Regions from separate parts of the Sus scrofa genome. Here regions 1 and 3 are each linked to region 2. Evidence: chromatin contacts called from public Hi-C and promoter capture Hi-C data. All regions are on one chromosome and are shown on one strand. Each heading gives the region's core, a stretch centred on a gene start, on an enhancer-like site or on the middle of the called end of the contact. The rest is flanking DNA. Distances are from core to core; before and after follow the strand shown. Region 1 holds the start of DHDH (dihydrodiol dehydrogenase). Region 2 holds the start of RRAS (ras-related protein R-Ras). Region 3 holds the start of TRPM4 (transient receptor potential cation channel subfamily M member 4).

Evidence for each region. Promoter capture Hi-C pulls out the DNA fragments that hold promoters and counts their contacts. Hi-C and Micro-C count contacts between places; a contact is called where the count stands out from the background.
Region 1: a contact with region 2 is called in a promoter capture Hi-C map of fetal liver, with 2.9 times the contacts expected there. The contact joins the promoter of DHDH here to the promoter of RRAS in region 2. A contact is called at or near these places in 1 of 5 promoter capture datasets (fetal liver) and 1 of 2 datasets of contacts at active chromatin or transcription factors (alveolar macrophages).
Region 3: a Hi-C map of skeletal muscle shows a contact between it and region 2, with 6 times the contacts expected there. The contact joins the promoter of TRPM4 here to the promoter of RRAS in region 2. A contact is called at or near these places in 4 of 47 Hi-C or Micro-C datasets (heart right ventricle, liver and skeletal muscle).

The regions. Positions count from the first base shown.
Region 1 is chr6:54,207,776-54,212,369 of Sscrofa11.1, forward strand. It overlaps DHDH (dihydrodiol dehydrogenase), which reads left to right and starts at 2,918. Exons shown (of 7, transcript NM_214166.1): 1 at 2,918-3,007; 2 at 3,554-3,665; 3 at 4,333-4,496. The coding sequence starts at 2,918. NUCB1 (nucleobindin 1) reads left to right here. Exons shown (of 13, transcript NM_001244488.1): 11 at 1-143; 12 at 591-687; 13 at 800-1,682. The coding sequence ends at 912.
Region 2 is chr6:54,682,727-54,686,856 of Sscrofa11.1, forward strand. RRAS (ras-related protein R-Ras) reads right to left here and starts at 1,988. Exons shown (of 6, transcript XM_003355998.3): 1 at 1,798-1,988. The coding sequence starts at 1,950. It overlaps SCAF1 (splicing factor, arginine/serine-rich 19), which reads left to right and starts at 2,611. Exons shown (of 12, transcript XM_003127346.5): 1 at 2,611-3,042. The coding sequence starts at 2,986.
Region 3 is chr6:54,340,263-54,344,303 of Sscrofa11.1, forward strand. It overlaps TRPM4 (transient receptor potential cation channel subfamily M member 4), which reads left to right and starts at 2,512. Exons shown (of 24, transcript XM_021094712.1): 1 at 2,512-2,646; 2 at 2,944-3,011. The coding sequence starts at 2,623. It overlaps HRC (sarcoplasmic reticulum histidine-rich calcium-binding protein), which reads right to left and starts at 1,376. Exons shown (of 6, transcript XM_003127287.5): 1 at 1-1,376. The coding sequence starts at 1,165.

The DNA.
Region 1 (4,594 bases), core at 1,668-4,167, 470 kb before region 2:
AGGATGAGCTCAGGCGTTTTGAGGAAGAGCTGGCTGCCCGGGAAGCAGAGCTCAATGCCAAGGCCCAGCGCCTCAGCCAGGAGACTGAGGCTCTGGGGCGCTCCCAAGGCCGCCTGGAGGCCCAGAAGAGAGAGCTGCAGCAGGTGACTGGCCAGGGGAGTGGGTCCATTCTCTGAGACCCTGGTGGCCCTTATCCTTGTGTGTCCAGTGTCAGGGAAGATCCTGCAGCCACTGTGTTAATCTCTGGTAGCAGATTCCTGGGTAGCAGCTGCCATCTTGAATAAGGGCAAACATTGTCCCCATCCCCTGGCTCTGTGGCTCTGTGGCTTCCATGTTGGATAAGGGCAGTGGGGCTGTAAGGCAGAGAGAGGGGAAAGGCCAAAGAGGGAGGAGAAGCCTCCCTTGTCCCAAAGAGTGAGCCAAGCCATGGAACGGGGTGGGGGCCACTAGGTCTTTAGTGTTAAGACCAACTCTGAATGAGAGGAAAATCGAGGCTCATCAAGCAAGGACTGGTCCGTGACTGTTAGCACGTTGCCATGGAGACTTGATGTCATACTCTCTTGCCTGTGGGATTCCTCCACCCCTTCCAGGCCGTTCTGCAAATGGAACAGAGGAAACAGCAGCAGCAAGGCCACAAGGACCCAGCCACTGGCCCCGAGGGACAGCTCAAGTTCCACCCGGACACAGGTGCTGGCCCTGGGCCCAGGGGGCAGGGAGAGAGCTGGGTGCCCAGACTCCTGGGTCTCAGGGAGGAGGGGCTGGGCTGTCTAGTGCTACCATTTCCTCCCCCTGTTTCCAGATGACGCACCTGTCCCAGCTCCGGCTGGTGACCAGAAGGACGTGGATGCTTCAGAAAAGAAAGTTCCTGAACAGACCCCAGAGCTGCCCCAGCTGGATTCACAGCACCTGTGATCTCTCTGGGACCCCAGCACTCTGTGTTCCTTCCAAGGCTGATGGGTTCGAGGTGTCACAATCAACCTCCTCTGGGGCTTGGCGACATGTGTGACCTCCTGGGGGAGGGGGAACAGGATGGCTTTTCCAGGCGTCGTCTCTGCTGCCTCTGCTTCTGCAGCCTTCCAGTCTGTGGTCCCTTCATTTTCTGTCCCCCACCAAGGGACCCACCCTCTTGCGTCCAGTCGAGCACTCATTGGCTCAGTCTAACTTAGGGAAGCGCCCCCTGCCCAAGAGGCTCTGCTCCACACCTGCCTTTCTCCGTGGTTTGGCCTCACCGCCCAGGTTGTTGCCACCATAGCATCCCGTGTCCTCACAGCTGCTGGAGTCCTGCTGGCTGCTCAGTTCTCTTGGTTGACAGGGCTTGGGTGGTCCCTCATGATGTTTCTCAACCTTTTGTGGGACCAGCAACGCCTCAAAGACAGCATCTTCCCCCAGGCTGGGTGTGAGGACCAGAAGAGCCCTTAGCAGCGCTGCCCAGCTCTGATCCCAGGAGCGCCAGCTCTCCCTGACCCTGCCTTCCAGCCACCTCTGCCTCCTCCCTGACGACTTGACCCCTAGCCCTTTCCCCCACAGCCCCAGAGGGGGCCCGGAGCTGACCTCGCCCCAGGATGGCTTCCAGCCCCTCAGCCTCATGTGGGAGGCCCTGCCTACCTTTCTGGCCTTATCTCATGTGACTCCCTGTCCTGCTCTGTACTCTGGTTCCATCCAAATACACTTTCTGGAACAAATCAATGCCTCCGTTTCTTTGTAAATACTGTTCCTTCCAAAACTCCATCTGTGCTTCATCTTCATTCTCCATTTTTGGGGGGGTTGTGCCGCGGCCAGGGATCGAACTTGGCACACACAGCAGTAACCCAAGTCACAGCAGTGAAAACACCAGATCCTTAACTGCTAGGCCACCCAGGAACTCTGTCCTCATTCTTTAAGATAGATTCAGGAGTTGCCGTTGTGGTGCAGCAGGTTAACGTTCTTGTCACCGAAGCAGCTCCTGTTGCTGCCATGACATGGGTTCCATCTCTTGTCTGGAACTTCCACATGCCATGGGCATGACAGCAAAGAAAAAAAAAGGAACTTCATGGTTCCCAGTCGGATCGGTTAACCACTGAGCCACAACGGGAACTCAGAAAAGTAACATTTTTTTAAAAAGGAGTTGCTGTCATAGCTCAATGGAAACAAATCCGACTAGGAACCATGAGGATGCAGGTTCGATCCTTGGCCTGGCTCAGTGGGTTAAGGATCCAGCGTTGCCGTGAGCTGTGCTGTAGGTCGCAGACGCAGCTCAGATCTGGCGTTGCTTTGCCTGTGGTGTAGGCCCGCGGCTGCAGCTCCGATTCGACTCCTAGCCTTGGAATCTCCTTATGCCGCGGGTGCGGCCCTTAAAAGCAAAGGTAAAAAATAAAGTAAGAAATTGGGGATGAGGAAAGTAAAGCTCGGAGCTGGGAGCCTCGGTTGCCTGGGTTACCACAGGAGTCGTATAAATATTAAGTAATAAATATCAGTAAAAATGTTATCTTTGCTATTACTATCCCCTCTCCTTCTCCCCCTCCTCTCCCTCTTCCTCTCTAGCCCGGCAGTTCCCCGTTCCCGGGCGAAGGAGTTTGCGCGGAAACACGATGTTCTGAGCAAACGAGTCGGCGGAGCGATGAAAGGCGACAGGGCTCTTGGATCGAAGTTGGCAAGAACAGAAAGCCCCCTCCCTTTCTGTCACAGAGCGAAGAACGAAGTGTTTCTAGCCCACCCCCCATTGGGCGGAGCCAACAGTAGCTCTTCCAATGGGGACGCGAGAATTATATAACCTCCTGCCTGGCTCTGGGAATGAAGGCGGGCACCGGCCCAGTGGCCAATGAGGAGTAACGTAAGGGCGATGGGGCGGAGAAAAGGGCCACCCCTCAGAGCAAGGGGCCTCCGGTCTTTGACTTGCTCCGGGAGAAAGTGGGGACCTTTGAGACTCGGGGTTGGGGCGATGGCGCTTCGCTGGGGCATCGTGTCAGCCGGCCTTATCTCCAGCGACTTCACGACGGTGCTGCGGCTGCTGCCTCGCTCTGAGCACCAGGTCCGCCCTCCCTCCGGAGGCCCGTAGAAGAGCAGGGGAGGGGTGGGCGCAGAGGGGGACTCCCGGGTCTGAGGGAGGAGGGAGCTGGGGTTCTGTACTTCTGAATCTCCAAGGCGGTGAAACAACCTAAAATTCCCTGGGAGTTCCCGTCGTGGCGCAGTGGTTAATGAATCCGACAAGGAACCATGAGGTTGAGGGTTCGGTCCCTGCCCTTGCTCAGTGGGTTAAGGATCCGGCGTTGCCGTGAGCTGTGGTGTAGGTTGCAGACGCGGCTCGGATCCCGCGTTGCTGTGGCTCTGGCGTAGGCCAGTGGCTACAGCTCCGATTCGACCCCTAGCCTGGGAACCTCCATATGCCGCGGGAGCGGCCCAAAGAAATAACAAAAAGACCAAAAAAAAAAAAAAAATTCCTTGCACCCCCGTCTCGGAGGGCTGTAATTTCTCCCCGTATCGAGGCCGTCTCCATCACCTCTTTCCTCCCCGCCCCCATACATCTGTCTTTCACACCCATCCCAGCCCCTCAAGTCTGACCGTGGCGCCCCTCCAGGTGGTGGCGGTAGCGGCCCGGGATCTGAGCCGGGCAAAGGAGTTTGCGCGGAAACACGACATCCCCAAGGCCTATGGCTCCTATGAGGAACTGGCCAAGGACCCGAACGTGGGTAAGTTGCCAGGGCTCCCGGGCACCACTGGCACGCTGCCTCTAGGCTGCTGCGTGGGAGATGCAAAACTGGCGGGTTGAGCCCTTCTCTCAGAGATTCTGGAAGAACTTTGAACTGGGCGCCGGAGTGATAGGAATCAGTTTTGTCTGATATTAAGCGTCTAACGTGAAATTGCCGTTAGGAGGATCTACCTCCGCGGTAAAGGCAAAGCTTGAATTTCTCGGGAAGTCCTTCAGGGTTTAAATATGACCTTAGACTCTGGTTCTGCGTTATCAGAGTAGCCTGGATGGGGCGGAGCAGTCTCTAGAGTCAGGGGACTTGAGTTGGCATTTTTCTCCTCTCCTCGCTCTTCTCAATTGCCTCACTTGAAAGACGGGCAAAATAATCGTCTCTACTTCTTGGTGGTGGTGTGAGAATTAAATGATTTAATACGTTAATTCTAGAAGGCTGGAAATAATCTGAGGAAAACAGAATGACGGTAGAGGATGATTAGTTAGTTTCTACGAATTAGGGAGGCTAGTGTTTGGTCACCGCTGTAGGACGTCCGCCAAGCTTGGAGGGAAACCGATTCCTGGGATGCTGGGGGCGGGGCTTTTAGTGGTGGGCGATCCCTGAAGGCTCGGTGGGCGGGGCTGCCGATCTCCTGACCTCTTTTCTCCCGCCCTAGAGGTGGCCTATATTGGCACCCAGCACCCCCAGCACAAGGCCACGGTGTTGCTTTGCCTGGCAGCTGGCAAGGCCGTGCTGTGCGAGAAGCCCATGGGCGTGAACGCCGCGGAAGTGCGTGAAATGGTTGCCGAGGCCCGATCCCGAGGCCTCTTCCTAATGGAGGTGAGGGTGCAGGGGCCCTTCCAACACCCATCGTGGCGCTACTTGCTATTACCCAACCTGGCTGCAGGTCACTGGTGGTCATTTGCGGGGGAGCACAA
Region 2 (4,130 bases), core at 738-3,237:
CCAGGCCCCTCTCTCCAAGGGGCTCCCGGCCCCATCCCTCTTTTTGATATAAAGTTGCATTTCCCGAGTCGGGATGATGCCCTGGCTATGCGGCATTGAACACATCACTCCCCCTCTAAATCACTGCCCCTCTCCTGACCCCGATTTTCTCCCTGGGGAAATGAAGATCAAAAGAGTGCTACCCTCAACCCAGTGTGTGAGATTCAGGGAAAATCCTCGTTAAGCATTTCATATCGTCTGCGCATAGTAGGCGCTCAGTCACTGGGACCTTTTGCCATCCAGCATATCTGCATGTGTTCTTCCCCCTTTCTTCCCTCTTTTTTTCTTCCTCCTCCTCCTCCTCCCTCTCCCCCTCCCCCTGGGCAGCTTCCAGTGTCTCCTCCCAGGGGAAGATCCCGGTTCCAATCCGGCTGCTGAGACGCTGCCCCGCCCGCAGGCGGGGCCCCTCCCTTCCTGCCTGGGTCCCGGCCGCCTCCATCCAGGCCCTGGGCCAGCTTTGGGTCTGCCCCTGGGTGCAAGGGGCCCAGGGCTTGGGGCCTTTCTCTACCCAGACAGGAGCTCCCATGCACGCGCTGTCTGGGGTCTCTTCAGGGGTCTGGGGCCCAGGGACCTCAGGGGTGGCATCCCTGGAGCAGACACCTTTCTAGGGTTTCTCCCAGGTGGGAGAGTTTCCCCTGGGGAAAGGGGTGGAAGTTTCCTGGGCAAGGGTGGATTTTCAGAAGAGAAGGGGTGATCTGGCAGCTGCTGGGGGTCCGAAGGCTGCATCCTGCCTGTCGTGGAGGGTGCTTGGTAAGGGGCAGTGCAGGGGCCTGGCCCTGGGGGGTTTAGGGGTGTGTCTGCAGAGTAAACCGGGAGAAGCTCAGGTGGGCGAACTGGGGGCTGGAGAGCATGGGGGAGGGTTGTCATAGAATATAAGTACATGTCTAGAGAGTCGTAGAGACCTGGAGATACATTTAAGAGGTCAGAGAAACTCCAAAGGAGCAGGTCTTTCTGGAGGTGTCAAGACTCTGGGGGCTTCTTCCATGGAAATGATCTGGGGGCTAACCAGAATTTCTGAGAGGGGCTCAGGAGATCAGAGTGGAGGAAAACTCACGACGGAGGAGTGGATGGTTTTCCTTGAGGAAGGGTAGGGGTCTGGATCTGGTGGGATGGGGGATCCCCAGAACTTGGAGTCTTAGTGGGAATGGCCAAGGGGCAGGATCTTTTTGCAGTCTCTTGGGTCTGAGGGGGTCTCCCTGAGGACAGGGGTGGGATGGAGTCCTAGATGGATCTCAGGGGCCAAGTCTGGGCATAATTTCTACTTTCTGGTGGAGGTCTCTGAAGGGGCTAAACAGCCAGGTTGGGGTAATGTCAAGGGCATTCTCCCAGTTACTGAGCGGCTCAGAGGGGAAGCTGAGGTCAGGGATTTGGGAGAGGTAGGGCTCAGGGTGCGAGGAGGTGGCCCCGAGCGGGGTGGGGGCCCATGAGAATGCTTAGGGTCTAAATGGGTTGACTCTTCTGGATTTAGGGTGCTCCCAGGAGGCATCCAGGGTCAGGTCAGCAGAGGAGCGGGGCTTTGGATACTTGGGGTAGGGGTGGTGGGTCTCAGGATACAAGGACAGGAGGAAGGTCCCTCATGTAGGGGGTGGAGGCCCTGAGGGGCTCAGGGTCACATCTGAGGGGACATTTTTAAGATTAGAAAGCCTCATAAGAGGGTCTCAGTGATGGATGGAGGGGAAGCCGGAGTCTTGGGGATCCCGCCAAGGGCTCAGGTCTGGGTGGGTCCCGGGGGCACCCCCCGGGGTGAAGGTCCACTACCTGGATGAACTGGATGGTCAGCGCGCTCTTGCCCACGCCGCCGCCGCCCACGACCACCAGCTTGTGTGTCTCGCTGGGTGGGGGGTCCCCGGGTCCCGGCCCCCCGCCCCGGGGCCGCCCCCGCCCTGTCCCGGACGCCGCCCCGCTGCTCATGTCGCTGCCGCTGCCGCCGCTACCGCCTGGGGCGGGGGGGGGGACCGGGCGGGGCCTAGGGGCGGACCACGTTAATAAGGGTACTGCATAAACATGAGCTCCAGCAAGAAGGGCTCCTTACTTGGGACACTTAGAGGCAGGCAAGACCTGGGAAAAGGAGGAGCTATGCTAATACGGATAGGAGTACGGCTGTCGCTGAGAAGGGGAATTCCGAATGGGGCGGGAACATGCTAATGAGAGAACTGTGCTCACCCCGAGCAGCGCCACGCGCTCTCGGCTGGCGGGCCGGGGGGGCGGAGCCATGCTAATAAGAGTTCTTATTCTCTTCGTAGACGGGTCCGGAAAATCGTTCGGGGTGGGACTATGTAAATGAGAAACCCTGTGTTGCAGCTAGCTTCTCAGGGTACCGTCCCCGAGGCCTTGTTCTAGTAGGCGGGGCTTGAGTCTTGCGCACGCGGCCGTATATAGGCGCGCTCTGAGGAAGGAGCGAGTCCTGAGGGGAAATTAACCTCTGTCCTGGGACCCAAGCCAAGCTCCCGACTCTGGCATCTGGGTTGGGTGATGGAGGCTCCGCCCGCTACGGGACCCAGGCTTCCGGTTCCCGCTGTCCCAGCCTAGCGGAAGACAGACTGGGAGGGGAGATGGGGCCCTGGAGGGGGGCCAGCGGGTAACCGGGAAGGGAGGGGCCGTGAGATCACTGCATTCCTAATTCATGAGCCAGCTCGCCCAAGCGGGGACGCCTGGGTTATGAAGGGTCTAGGGTCAGGATTTCCGAGTCTTGAAGGAGGAGAAAGCCCAGGACCCAGACCCCTGGGTCGCAAGGAGAGATTGTGACTGGAGGTTTGGACTCCTGGGTCCTGGAAGGAGGAGTTCTGGAGGTCCTTGCTTCTAGATTGCTGAGGGCCCGGACTCATCGGTCCGAGGGCTGAAGGAGCGGGGGGACCCAATATTCTGGATCCGAGGGAATTGGAATGGGGTACCCGAACCCCTGTGTTCGCGTAAGGCGTTTGAGACCAGGAATGGTCTGAGGGAGGCATGAAGGCCCGACTCCTGGATCTAAGAGGAAGGAGGGCTCGGACTTCTGAGGGAAATGTGAGTCCGGACCCCTCGGCTCTGAGAGGAATCGGATTTGGATTTTTCTGTTGTAAATGAGGAGGAAGCTGTAGGGCCGGGCTTCTTGGTTCTAAATTTAGAGAGAACTTGGGCATCAGGATTCTGGGATCCCCAGAATGTGGGCGGGGCAACTTCCAGCCAGTCCTGCTTCCCCCCCCCCCACGGCTCACTCCGCGGAACTACAACTCCCTTGCACCTGTCAGGCTGAGCGCTCTTTACGGCACTTCCTTTTCCGCTGCTCTTTCCGCGCGCGTGCAGGGCACTATGGGGCTTAATCGCGCGCTACCGCAACCCCGCCCACTTCACCCCTCATCCCCTCGCAGTCCCCGCGCGGCGGAGGCGACGCGCGGACTACGTCTCCCGGCGTACGTCGCGCGCACCCGGCCCATCTGCCCCGTTGACTGCTGGGAAACTGAGTCCGAAGCCTTCCCACCAGCCTTCACGGCACGGTGCTCGGTACTTGAAGTCCCGGCAAGCTCGGCGGCGTTTTAGCTCCTCCTTTCTCCTCCCTTTGCTCGCGAGCCCCGCCCCAGCCCGCCCCGCCCCGCGCCGGGGCCGGAGCCGCAGCCCGAGCGGCGGGGTAAGATGGCGGCGGCGGTCCGAGCGGCGGGGCTCGGGCCTATCGGGGTGGGCGGGGCGGAGTCGGGTCGCTACTTGTCCCGGGGTCCTCCCGACACGCCGCGGGGCCTGGAGGGCTTAGCGGGTCGGCCTTGGGCCCGGTAGCGGCGGCGGAGCCTGGCGCCGAGCGGGGGGCCTTCTCGAGGCCCCGGGACGGGTCTGGGGTGCCGGGGGGCATGGACCGGGCGTCTCCTAGAGGACTAGGGGCGTCCACAGGACCTGGACCGAGACTGAAGCCTGCCCTCCGTCATATAGCTGGCTTGGGTCATTTCTGTAGGCACTGTTGAATGTCTTTATAGGCTGACCCGAGGCTAGAGTCTGTTTGGAGGGTTCTGGGGCCATCTTGAGATCTTGAGATATGTCCCAGGGGTGAAGGAGGTCTGCAGGAGCTGGGGAGTATCTGCAGAGCCACCTATGGCTGGGGTATATCTCCTAGGGCTGAGCAGTGT
Region 3 (4,041 bases), core at 1,262-3,761, 340 kb before region 2:
ATCCTCTGTGGCCTTGCTGCCTGTGGCTGGCAGGCTGGTGGCCAAGCTTGGTGGAGATGTCCTCATCTTCCTCCTTGAGGACCCCGGGGTGGTGACGACCAGGGCTCTCTCTCGTATATTCGTCTGGGAAGTCCTCCTCCTCCTCAGTGCTCTTGTGGCCTTGGGCTTGGGGGCTTGCAGCATGGTGGCTGAACTTGACCGTGATCTCCTCCTCTCCTTCCTCCTCCTCATCTCCAAGGCCATGGTGGGTATGTCTGGGAACCTGGTGCCAGTGTTCAGTGGATACGACCTCATCCTCATCTTCCTCATTTCTGTGGCCTGGGTGTCCGTGGCCAGGGACATGATGGTGGTGCGAGTCTGAGACGTCTCCATCCTCTTCCTTCTCGTGGCCTTGATGCCCGTGCGTCTGATATTTGTACTCAGCGGAGTCACCGTCATTGTCGTCATCTTCTTCTTCTTCATGGCCTCGGTGTCTGTGGCTGGGGCCGTGATGGTGACGTCCAGCTGAGACGTCTTCGTCCTCTTCCATCCCGTGGTCTCGGTGCCCGTGGGCCTGGTGTCCATACTCGGTGGAGATGCCGCCTTCCTCCTCCTCTTCCTCCTCCTCTTCTCCATGGCCTCGGCGTACATGCCTGATGATATGATGGTGTCGCTCGCTGGACACAATTTCATCCTCATCCTCGTCTTGGTGGCCGTGGCTCCCATGGCTGGGGAAGTGGTGCCTGGGCTCAGCTGAATCATCCATGTCTTTGCTCCCACGGCCTCTGTGCCCACCCGCCTGCGGAGCATGCGCTGTGGTTCCCTCCTCCTCAGAGATGTTCTCATCTCCCACCTCGTGGCCTTGGTACCTGTGGCCTTGGCGGGGATGGGCTGCTTTGGAGACATCTTCTTCCTCTTCTCCGTGGTCTCCAGAGGCCCAGAAATGATGCCCACTCTCCGTGGAGACATCGCTGTTCTCATCCCCATGGCTTCTATGGCTATGCCCGGAGTGACCGAACTTGCCTGATGCGTCCTCTGTGGGCCCGGGGATGCCTGCGTTGTTGTTCAAGTTGCTGGGGCCCAGCCCAGCCCCTCTCAGCTGCTGGGTCATAGCAGGGGGGAGGAGCAGGCTGGCCACAGCAGCCCAGAGGAGAGACGCCTGCAACCATGGCCCAGGGTGGCCCATGGGGACAGACCAGCAGCAGAGCTTCTCCCTGGGCTGGCTCCCGCTGTGGCTGAGGCTATGTCGATGAATACTGGGGTCCCTGTCCCTTTGGGGTCCTTCTCTTTCTTTCTCCCTGTGTCTTTCCTTTGCTGTGTCTCTCTCTGTCTCTGCCCTCTGGCCCTCACTGCCAGGCTCCAGACACCCCTCTGAGACAATCTCCAGAACCCCCTGACCCCCTCCGCCCCTCCCTCCCGCTCCCCAGCCAATAGGGTCTCTCCCCTCCCCTCTCTGTGGCTAAATTTACTTTCGGCCCGGAGTTATTCTGGGTTAGGCCCGGCCTGCCCCTCCCCTCCGGCTCTTTCTCCTCTCAGCTGGGGAGGGGGTGAGAGAAGGGGTCTCTCTTTGGCCAGGAGAGGGGGCCAAGGGACTTGATTTTGAATGCCGACAAGTTCCGGTTTGGCAGCTGCAAAAATGGTGTCAAATTTTCAGTGGGCCAATTTGGGGGGAGCCCGGGCCATGGGAGGAGGGGAGCGGGAAGGGTGTATTTGAGGGGAGAGACCCCTGCCAAGGAAGGATTGGGGGTTAGATTATGGGGAGTTTCCGGCCAGAACGGGCGACTTTGCTGAGATGGTGGATGCCCACAGGGAAGCCCTGGACAGGGGTGAGAGGAATTGTGCTCCAGCGTGCGTACCCATGACCTCCTGTCCCTGGAACTCAGATCTGGGGGCAGGGGATGGGGCCAGGCCAGGGCTATAAATACAGCAGGGGGTGTGTGTGTGCAGGGGGCTCAGGTTACTCAGGAGGCTGCAGCTGTCCCTGTCCCTGGAGAGCTAGCAGGAGACATGGGGGCCCTGCCTGTGTATCAGTACCTCCCCCTCATCCTATCACTGCTGTCCTCACCCCTCGCTCTTTGGGTTCCCAGCCTTCTCTGTGGGTTCCCTTCTCTCAGTTCTTGTTTCTTCACCCGCTCTCTTGGAGTCCCTGTCCCCCTCCCCAGGATTCTGTCCCCTTCTCACTCTCAGGCTTCTGTCTCTCCCTCTCAGTCTGAGTGTCTCCGCCGCGCCCCCACCCCGCCCCCGCCAACTTCCTTCCAAGCACCCCCCCCTCGCTTTGGGTCGATGTAGCCCCTCGCCAATCTCTGTCCCCCCTTTCTGATTCCCTGTCCCAACCTAAGGCTTCGTGTCCCCATCCCATCCCCTTTTTGTGTGCCCTCTCCCTCATCACTGGCATTTCCTCTCTGAGTCCCTGTCCCCCACCCCGGGTCCCCGGCCCCCTCTCCCCGGGTCTCGCCTGCCGGTCCCTCAGACCCTTTGCCCCGCCTCCCGCTCTGCGCGTCTCCGAGATTCCCCGCCCCCTAGACCTGGCCCCGCCCAGGCTGGGCTGGGACGTAGTGGATCCGGTTTGTCCCGGGCGCGTCTAGAGCCCGGGTTGGTTGAGGGAATGCAGGGAGTCGGATAGTTTGCAGAGGCTGCAGCAGCATGGTGGGTGCGGAGAAGGAGCAGGTACAGCGGCCGGACCCCGGGTCTGAGGGAACAGGGAGCTGGGGGCCGGGACCCCTGGTTCCCGGAGAGGAGGGCGCTGGAGACCCAGATTCTTGGGTCAAAGAAGGGGGCTGCTGGGGCCTCGGACGCCTGGGTCCTTGGGGACAGATGGGGGCTGGGGGGAATCGAGTCTCCTGAGTTTGGGGGAGGCGGGCGCTGGGGTCCTGGACTCCTAGGTCTAGGCTGGGGCGCGGGTGAGTCACTCTGTGTCCCTTAGGACTGAACTGGTTCCCCTTCACCCCTTGTTCTTGTCCCCAGAGCTATATCCCCAAGATCTTCAAGAAGAAGACGTGCACAACTTTCATCGTTGACCCCACAGATCCGGGGTGAGGAGCCCACCCGGGGACCGACCCCAGATGTCCACCCCGCCCACCTCAGACCCCGCCCTTCGGCTCCTCCCCTCCCCCAGTCCTGTCCCCGCAGACACTCCCAAGGGCGTTCCCTGGTGGCTCTCTCCCTCGGGGAGGGCTTCGGTCCTTCTGCAAACACATCCAACTAATCCTTCTCACGCTCAGGGTCCGTGTTAAAGCCCCAGGGCTGGGTTCCGTTTCTTTCCTTCCTCGTGTCTCTCCCGTGTGTCTCCGCCTCCTGGTGTCACTTTCTCTGTTTTTCTCTCTCGACTGTCGCTGTTTCATTCATTCGTCCACTCCTCCAAGAAACCCTCACTCCGCACGTCCAAGGGGGCATGATTTTCAAGAGCACAGGCCCTGCTAGGGTTCTAATCTCGGCTGGGACACGTGCTGTGTGGCTTTGGGCAAAACGTTTCACCTCTCTGGGCCTCATCCGTCATCTGGGCATAAAAACAGGCTCTGGCTCTACCTGCTGGAATTCTTGCGCGAATTAAACAAGTTAATGCTTGTGATACTTCCGAACGTGCCCAGCACATGGTAAGCACTGGAAAATAGCTCTGGTTCCTCCAGGAAGGTAGCAGTTACCTAGTGTGTGCAGGCTCTGGGCTGGTGCTCCGTGGCTGGGCGGTGGCCACCCTTAGGGACTCCTGGCCTTCAGCAATGTTTTCTCAAGGGGTTTCCGGCTTCCTGGTGTCCTCAAGATGATCTTTGGGGTGTGGGAAATACCAACATTCCTAACTTGGTATGCGTATTATTATGAATTTATTAGTGCAGGATGGCTTGAATTATGTATAAATAGACATATTATTTAGGGGTGAGTGCTCAAAAACCTTTTGCAGATGGAAGTGTGGTCCAGAAAGTTTAGGAACCTCTGCTTTGGTGGGAGGAAGAGGATTCTAAGGCGAGAGGATGGGAGCTGCCAAAGACATGCCACTGTGCCTGGTGGGAGCCAAGAGGAGGCATCTGGCTGAGGCTGCGGAGGCCCTTGGGGTGTCACCAATGGCTC